2 separate regions of the Rattus norvegicus genome follow, and region 2 is linked to region 1. Evidence: chromatin contacts called from public Hi-C data. All regions are on one chromosome and are shown on one strand. The core of a region is the stretch at or near the end of the contact, and the rest is flanking DNA. Distances in the headings are between cores, read along the strand shown. Region 1 holds the start of Acss3 (acyl-CoA synthetase short-chain family member 3). Region 2 has its middle 66 kb from the start of Lin7a.

Region 1 (3,906 bases), core at 1,288-3,787:
GTTCTTTGGAAGGAGCTCCTACATCTTAATTCGCCTTCTGACACACACATTCATTTTTTTTTTATTTTCGTTGCTATTTCTGGGCCTTCACTGACCCACACTGGGCCTCTGGACTCACTTCAATCTCTTCCTCTCCCATCTCTTCTGTTGCCAAGACTTCTTTGGCTATCTTCTGTTTTCAGTTGTAGTAAGTCCAGTGACCTCTTTGTAAAATTGTGTTAACTGCATTTATTGTGTGTGTGTGTGTGTGTGTGTGTGTGTGTGTGTGTGTGTGTGTGTGTGTATGCCTGTGCACAAAGCATTGGATACAAATATCCAAAAAGAAAAACAAGAACAATAAAAATCTTTGGAAGTCTGTTCTCCCCTACTAGCATGAGAGTCCCCAGGATTGAACATAAGCTGTCAATATTGGCATCAAGAGCCTTTACCCACTGAGCCATCTCACCAGTCTCCAGTGGCCTCTTATCTGAAATCTTTGCATATTGGTTTTGTGGTAAAGGTAGCCACCTAAGACTGTTAAAGAACAATGATTTATGACAGATACACAAAACAGTGAGCTTTGAGGAAAACCCACTGTGATAATCTCTGCTACAATCTGAAAGACCCTAGAAGACCTTCCTATTCCTACATGATTGTAACGGGAAAATAAAAAGATAGCTTTCCCTCTAATAACAATTACGGTCTAATCCACAGGGTTACTCCGCTTTAATTCTTCAATCAGCTAATCCTCTGACTAATGACTTGATTTTGAGAGAGAGAAAGAGGAAAAATGAAGCACTGAGATTAAGTCATTTGACTGTAAGCCCAGTAACTAAGGGAATAAGAACACAAACCAGTCAACGCGTTCCAGAGAGCAAACACGGTCATTCCCCCATTGCTATAGTCTCACTGCCTGGTTCACTGTCACCACACAGAAGTGAATGGATCAAATACTACTAGAATAATAAATTGAATTGTGGTGGGGGTGGGGGGGCTATATTCACATTTGAAAGAATCATTACGGAAACACCCCCACAAACAAAACCATTAGGGAGCAAGGCATGATGGAGACACAGAACAGACTGCTCCCAGTTTCCTGACAGGTTCTCTGCTGTGAGAAGAAAGTCATCCACTAAAGGGCCAAAGGACATCTTAACCAATGCATCGCCCCCATCTGCTAAGTAGCTTTCTTTTCTAATTCCAATTTTACCGAGAATATCATTTCCTAATAACTAGCAGATGGGAGCGACCATATCCTTAAAGTGCTAGGCACCTAGAAACTCTGCGTAGTTTTCCAAAGACTGTAGGCTTCGCTCTCAATAGCCTAAAGGTCTTTCCTACAATGTCTTGTCCTTCGAACATAAAAACAGTGTTCGAGAAGCACAAGGCCCTGGGTTCGGTCCCCAGCTCCGAAAAAAAAGAACCAAAAAAAAAAAAAAAAAAAAAAACAGTGTTCAAAAGTATTTATAATTGAAACCTATAATCGAAATGTCAAGATGAAAGCTTTCTTCCTACCATGACTCCTAAGGTCACCTGTCCTCCATCAGCCCCCGGGCAATACTTAAATTTCATGTAAAAAGCCTATATGGTACTCCGGGCTATCTGCCACACTATTTAAGCCTCTTACCGCAACTCCTTTCTCCCATTGCTCCAGCTAACACAATTACAGTGTCAGTTACTTCCGGTTGTCTTCTACCCCCTTGAACGTTGATAATGAGATCACTTCATCTTTGAAATGATAAGGTTTAATCCTTCCAGAGCTTGCTCAGTTACCTTTTACTTCACCGCTCTCTCGCCCTCCCTCCCCACAATAGGCAGGTCCATAATTCCCTGGGTCTATTACATACTCTGTATTTGTTTACACAGTTTCTCCTCTTACAGTCAGCAGAGTCCTTGCATGCTGAGCCTTTGTTTTTGTAAGCCTTTGTTTTGGTCACTCAACATCCCCACTGCCAAGCAGGGCCTCTGCAAATAAATCTCGTAGGTGAAACTGGGATCACCCTAGATAACGGAGAACTTCAAAGGAGAATGTAGGACAGCAAGGAGAACGAAACCATCAAACAACAGAAATAGCTGAAGGCATCGTACATTTTGATTTCCTTTCTTATTAGAACTTTAGATTCCTATCCCAGACCTTCCAGCTTTGGCATCCAAGAAGTTAGGAGATACTAGAAATGACTAAGACATCACTCACCAACTAGTGGAAGGCGGGTATCTGTTCTCTAGTGTTTTGGTCCAGGGCTTGTACCAACTGATCTGCTCAGCAGCTTTACCCCAGAATCTCTCCGGGTCAGCCACAGAGGCTGCAAAGTGGGTCTTGTACTCGCCACCACCGCTGCTTGTGGTCAGAGCCCTGCAGCCCCTGCCCCCGAACCCGGCCACCAAAGCCCTTCGGGCCACACCAGCTCCTCTTACTGAAGGGGATCCTGGCAGAGGTGCCCCAAGCGTCCCGGCGCCTGTTACTTTGCGACATTGCAACCAGGAGGGCTTCATACTTTCTTTCTGTCCCTAGCTGCAGGCGGAGCAGCTTGCTATCCCAACAGCGGTGGCACTGCCCCTGAGGGGGAGCCTGCAGGAGGCGGAGACTAACCTGGAGGTGAATTCCCACTAGCCTAGAAGTTTGGAAGTCAAACTGAAGTTCGCGATAAAAACCGACCTGGAGCCAGGAAGAAAGCAACAGGCTGGAGCAGAGACCTGGGAAAGGGGGGCAGAAGTCTACCGGGGTTAACTTGCGTCAGCCCTAAATTCAACTCTTACACACATGACAGTCACTTGTCATTTGACAGTGTTCTCCGGACTTAGATACACACAAAGACGCCCAGAACAAGGCCAAAGGGCTCAAAGACTTATTTAAAACAAAGCGTGTATATCTCTGTCCTAAAACGAAGTCACGGAACTTTGGACATTATAGTGAGGCTCTGGGATATTGTTTCCCTTTACTCAGTATCCCTTCGTTTAAAATTCAACTCTCAAACCCTAGTTATTAAAACCACAAGCAGCTCCAGGGCAACTTTTGTTCCAGGATTTCCTGGCAGCCTGGAGGAGGCGTGGAAAGGTTACCGAGCGGGGGTTGGGGGAGTGTTTCCAGAAGTGATTGACAGGGCTGGCCACTAGAGACCTGAAGGCACCTGCCTGTCCACAGGATTTAGACGCAGGAACACAAAGAACTTCGAACATTTCGTCCCTTCTTATTGCCCTTCGGAGTTATTCTGACTTTCTCAGGGAACACATGGTTGTGAGATTTCTTTGGGGTAATAGAAATATTCTTAAATAGAATATGGTAACCACTCCATAACTCTGAAGAAACTAGAATTCACTGTCTGTCCTGTACGTACCCCTCAAGAGGGTGGATTGTGTAATGCGTGGGTTACGTGTCAGAAGGCTCTTCTCAAATCAAAAGATGAAATGATTCCTAGGAAAGACGAAGCCCGGAAAATTCAAAACACACTGGTGCGATGGTTTCCTGCCCGGTTTCACCACTCTTCAGGTTCTGCCTTCTGCCATACTTCAACGAAATCTTTTGCTTTAATATCGTGCCAAATGCACTCTGTCGTAGTGTCACAATATTTGAAGCTTTACATGGGTAGATAATGTATCCCCAAGTCTTGGGTGAGAAATGGTGGAATGTTCTTGACCCTATAAAGGATCATAAATTAAAAAGCAGTAAACAAATGATCCTGCAGGAAGAAAATGATGTGGGGATAAAGGCTAAACGGTACAGGCATAAATCTACTGCAAGACAGAAAATAAAATGACTGTAAGTAACCACCCCAGCTATTTTCCTTAACTGAGAAGCAAGACTCCACATCTTTCCTACCCACCCACTTCATATTATATTGTTTTATTTATTCCTCCCAACCTTCTTAGAAGAAGACTGTCATCACTTAAATCAAAATCCATTCAATCTCTTTATCCCTCCTTGCTTCT
Region 2 (4,375 bases), core at 1,005-3,504, 71 kb after region 1:
TAGAAGGGGGTGGGGGGATGGGTTAGCAGGTTACTAGAGGGAAAACCAGGAAGGGATGACATTTAAAATGTAAATTAGAAAAGCCAACAAAAGGAAAAAAAGAAAAAGAAATGATCCTCTCTACCATCTGGGTTCTAGAGAGAGAAATCCTCAGACTGTGACAAGGGCCTTTACTGGTTAAGCCACCTTAAAGCTGAGCACAGCTTCAAGTTCTGGATGATTTACTTCAAAATTAGTGTGTACATAATAAATGATTCCAAGTAAATTTGATTTATGCCTTCATTGTTTGACAGTGCTTAACTGAAATACCTGCATGACCAGAAATATTCTTGCTCTAAGCCTGATGACTTTTATTCTCCTGATCCATCGAGATTCTGAAATAGAAAGATGCCATTCTCCTGGGAAAAAAATATAAATGCTGCTTCACCGTCCCTTCATTCTCCTATGTGGCTGTAATCTCCCATTGTTAATTTCCAGGAATCATGACTAAACCAACTTCCCAGCTCTATAATATAACACAATCCCCAGGCCGAAGAAGATGGTTACCATGAAATGAAGAGTTTCATAAATGTATAGTGACTGTGCTAAGTGCCACAAAGTGCGATAGAAAATGAGGAGGAGGCTAATGAGCCACTTGGAGGAGAGCTGCCTTGGAAGGGAACAGTGAGGTTTTTAAGGGGTAGCTAATGATGAAAACCTAACCAAACTAAGACTGGTAGCTGTGGGTACAGGGCAGAAGTCCAGTTAGTGCGTGTAATGAAGGTCAAAAATGAAGCGCAAGGGAATATGCAACACGGCCATCTGCTGACATTCATTAATCTTTCCCTCTCAAAGTTGTGAAGTTGAAAAGCCTTCCAGGAACCCCCTCACCTGGCAATGCTGTCAAGAAAGCATTCATGTCACCTGAGAAAGACAATAATGAAGAGAAAAAAATGCCTTCAGGTTGCTTCAAACACCAAGACATATGCAAAACTCTGCCTTAGAAGTGTAGAGTGTTTTATTCTCTGGGTTATTCCATCTTCTATTAAATGAAGAGAATAAAGGTTTATTTCTGTAGGAAATAAATCCAGAGTTTTTGAGAACCAGAAGTTTCCCATAAAACTACCATCCACAGAGCTGAAAGTATATTTTATTTTAGGGTACTGTCCTCGTTTCTTTGGCACTTTAGTTTAATTTAGGTCCTGGGTATGAGTTTATTTTCACAAAGGTATTTATAGAGAGAAGAGAGAGAACCTTACATTTGAATTTCTTCAATGCCTTGAAGCAATTAGACCTTTCCCAAAGGAGCAAACTACAATCCCATGATGAGATCCTGAGGATGAACTAGCCAGTAGGTACCCTGCTTAGAATAACTGGGCAGGGAAACTATATTGTATCATTTTGTGTCCCTTTGAATGGACAAATAAAGTCCCTAACCCTCAACCTGTAGTCAGTAAAATGGGATCAATACTTAAGTGTAAATAAGATATACAGAATACATACATGAAATGTTTGGTGCAGTGCCTAGCCAATACGCACTCTATCAATCTTAGCTGTCAACTTAGCCAATGCCAGTGCTGTAGAGGAAGAGAGGAATGTGTTCACAAAGGTCCAAGGGAAGTTTGTGTATTCATGTTCCAATTTACATAAAACTTATACATACCTATGTGATCCACTTTAGCAATTTAATTTTTTTAATTTTTGAGATTATAATTACATTATCTGCCCCCCATACATATTCTCCCTGTAAATCCTCTCTTATACCCCTCCTCCACTCACTTCCATATTCATTGTCTTTCATATTTCTATTCATATTTCCTTGTTACACACACACACACACACACAAACACACACACTCCTAAATGTAACATATTCAGTCAGTACAATGTTAGTTGTATGTATGTTTTAGGGGATAACCAATCAGTGTGCTATTCCCAGGGGAAGACTAGCTCTCCTCTTCTCAGCATTGCTTAGCTGCCTGTGGTGTAGGGTTGAGGCTTCCAGAGCTTTCCTCCTCCGATGCTAGCATTTCTATTAGTGACTGCTGCCATCCTTGCTCTACTCATGTTCAGGCGGTGTTTGTGAGATGTCATGGGTGGAGTACTGATTCTACTAGGAGTCACAATGTCCTAGCAAAATCTTTGCTCCTCTAGCTCTTATAATATGTCTACCCTTTCTTTCATGTGTTATTTTCTTCTCGTTGAGAGGGTTGAATGTTAACTTAGAGAGCTGCTGTCTGGCCACTTTATTGATTGCATCTCTTTGGACTGACCTTTAGTTTATTTCAAAGACCATCAGTGAATTGAGCAAGAGTTAAATCTCTCAGCGAAACAGGGTCGGGGAGAGGAATTGAAGTACCTTTCTGGAAGATTCTCCTTTACCATGCTTTTTAGCTTCAACCCAGTTGCACTGTTTGAGTGGACATGGTACCTGTCTTCCACAATTAAAAAATGAGTGACATCCTGTTCAGAATGCCTGAACACAAATGTGTTTTCATCACCTTCAAATTCCGTGATGTCCACAAGTTCCTGTCCTTAGTCCTCTTTGATCAAATATTTATGACAGTGTCTTTTTCAAAGGGTTGTGACAAGGCTTCAATTAAATTATAGTACACTTGAATTTTCCAGAACAGCGTAGTACTGTGTACATGCTTAAGAAGTATTAATTCAATGCAATTACGTTACAAAGTAGAGGTTCGTGTATGTATGTGCATTCTTGTGTGTGTGTGTGTGTGTGTGTGTGTGTGTGTGTGTGTTCGTGTGCACGAGCGTGTGCAACCCTATGTGTATGCAGTCCTATGATCATGTAAAGGTCAAAGGTCAACCTTTGATTTCGTTCCCAATGATTCACCCAGCTTGTGCTTTAGGAATGTCCCATTGCTTTCAGCTGGCTAACTGTTGGGCACCAGGAATCATCCATCTTCTCCCACCTCCCCCGACAAAGGTTACAGGAGTATGCCACTATGTCTGGCTTTTTTATGTGCTTTCTGGGGGTTGAAATCAGGTCTTCATATTCATGCTTTAAGCACTTTACTGCCAGAGTCATCTCCCCAACCTAGAATATAGGATTTTGATGATATTTCTCATGAATCTGCTATCTCATTTCTTATCCTGTAATGCCTGGATAAAGGAGTTTTTCAGGGTGAAGAGCTGATCTATCAATTTTTATTTAAAAAGCAAATTTACCAATTTTTGTTTTAAAAGCTGCTCTATCCATTTTTATTTAAAATAGAAAGCTAAAGTTAGTGTTGTTGCCAAATTTCCAATCTTCAGACTTATTTGCAGTAATATTGTGATCTTAAATATAGTTTAAGAAGAAAAGTATACCAGTATCCACTACAATGAGAAGCTTCCCTGATCAAGGTTAAAAGCAGCTCCAGACTATGGAAATAAATATATATTTAGAAAAAACTTTGACGAACACAATTATTTAGCAAAGCAACAGCAATTAAATCTGCCCAAGGGCTAAATTTCTCAATATCCATGGGTTTTGACAGCTCTTCCATTACCAGGCATGAATTCTGTCCTGTGGAACAGATTGCAAATCCAAGCACGAAACAAATTGGTTATCCTACTCCTGCTACTACCATACCACTGTGCACATCATGGTATGATCAGGACACACAGCATACATACCTGAAATTTTTAAAGGATAAGTAAAACCTATTATTTTTAAAAGGAAAGAATTTTTTTACCAAAAAAAGAGAGAAAGAAAGAAAGAAAGAAAGAAAGAAAGAAAGAAAGAAAGAGAGAGAGAAATAAAGAAAGAAAAAGAAAGACAGAAAGAAACTGTGCATTTGATATTTTAAACAGAAACAAACTAACTGAGCCAAGAGCTATTTGAGTAGGGCTGGCAGATGAGGGGACAAACACAGAACTCACTCTGCCTTCGTTTCATTGGCTGCTGTGAGAAGTCTAGTATTGTTCCGGCCTCAGAGGAATCTTCTCTCCATTCTCTCTGATCACCAAAACAACAAGAGAATAATTGCCCGGGTTTTTGGTTACAAAAGAGTCACAATCTGTTGAAACCCACATGGATTCACTCCTGGACACAGAATAACAGTTTCTTCTTGTCTTCGACCTTTCAAAGCTTTTGGCCTCCGCTTGGTAGATTCTAAACTGGAGAGAGGCTGGCAGATATTCTAGACTATGTGTTCCTTAGGGCTCCAGCCACTGTGAAATAAATGGAGCCAGGAAAGGAACCAGGATACACGCTAATTACTCTCTGGAAAATACTGTGTAACATATTCACTACTGTGGCTGTTCAGAACCTATCCACAGTAATAAAACAGCTCCCGCAAATCTAGCCTATTGAAACTATTTCTTATTAAAATAGAGAGTCTGTCTACAAAAACAAGGAACTAAATTCTATCAGCTACTTAAATCAAGGTGAGGTT

What was found. Hi-C and Micro-C count contacts between places; a contact is called where the count stands out from the background.
Region 2: a contact with region 1 is called in a Hi-C map of liver, with 2.4 times the contacts expected there. The contact joins the enhancer-like site here to the promoter of Acss3 in region 1. A contact is called at or near these places in 2 of 12 Hi-C or Micro-C datasets (kidney and liver).

What each region holds. Positions count from the first base shown.
Region 1 is chr7:44,334,147-44,338,052 of GRCr8, forward strand. Acss3 (acyl-CoA synthetase short-chain family member 3) reads right to left here and starts at 2,538. Exons shown (of 16, transcript NM_001414941.1): 1 at 2,174-2,538. The coding sequence starts at 2,472.
Region 2 is chr7:44,405,322-44,409,696 of GRCr8, forward strand. No RefSeq gene overlaps it. Among named protein-coding and RNA genes, the nearest start is that of Lin7a, 66 kb to the right of the region's middle. Within about 2 kb of position 2,255, at least 4 of the 93 cell types and tissues checked have an H3K27ac peak or open chromatin away from gene starts, as enhancers often do. A contact at or near this core is called in liver, where this site is marked.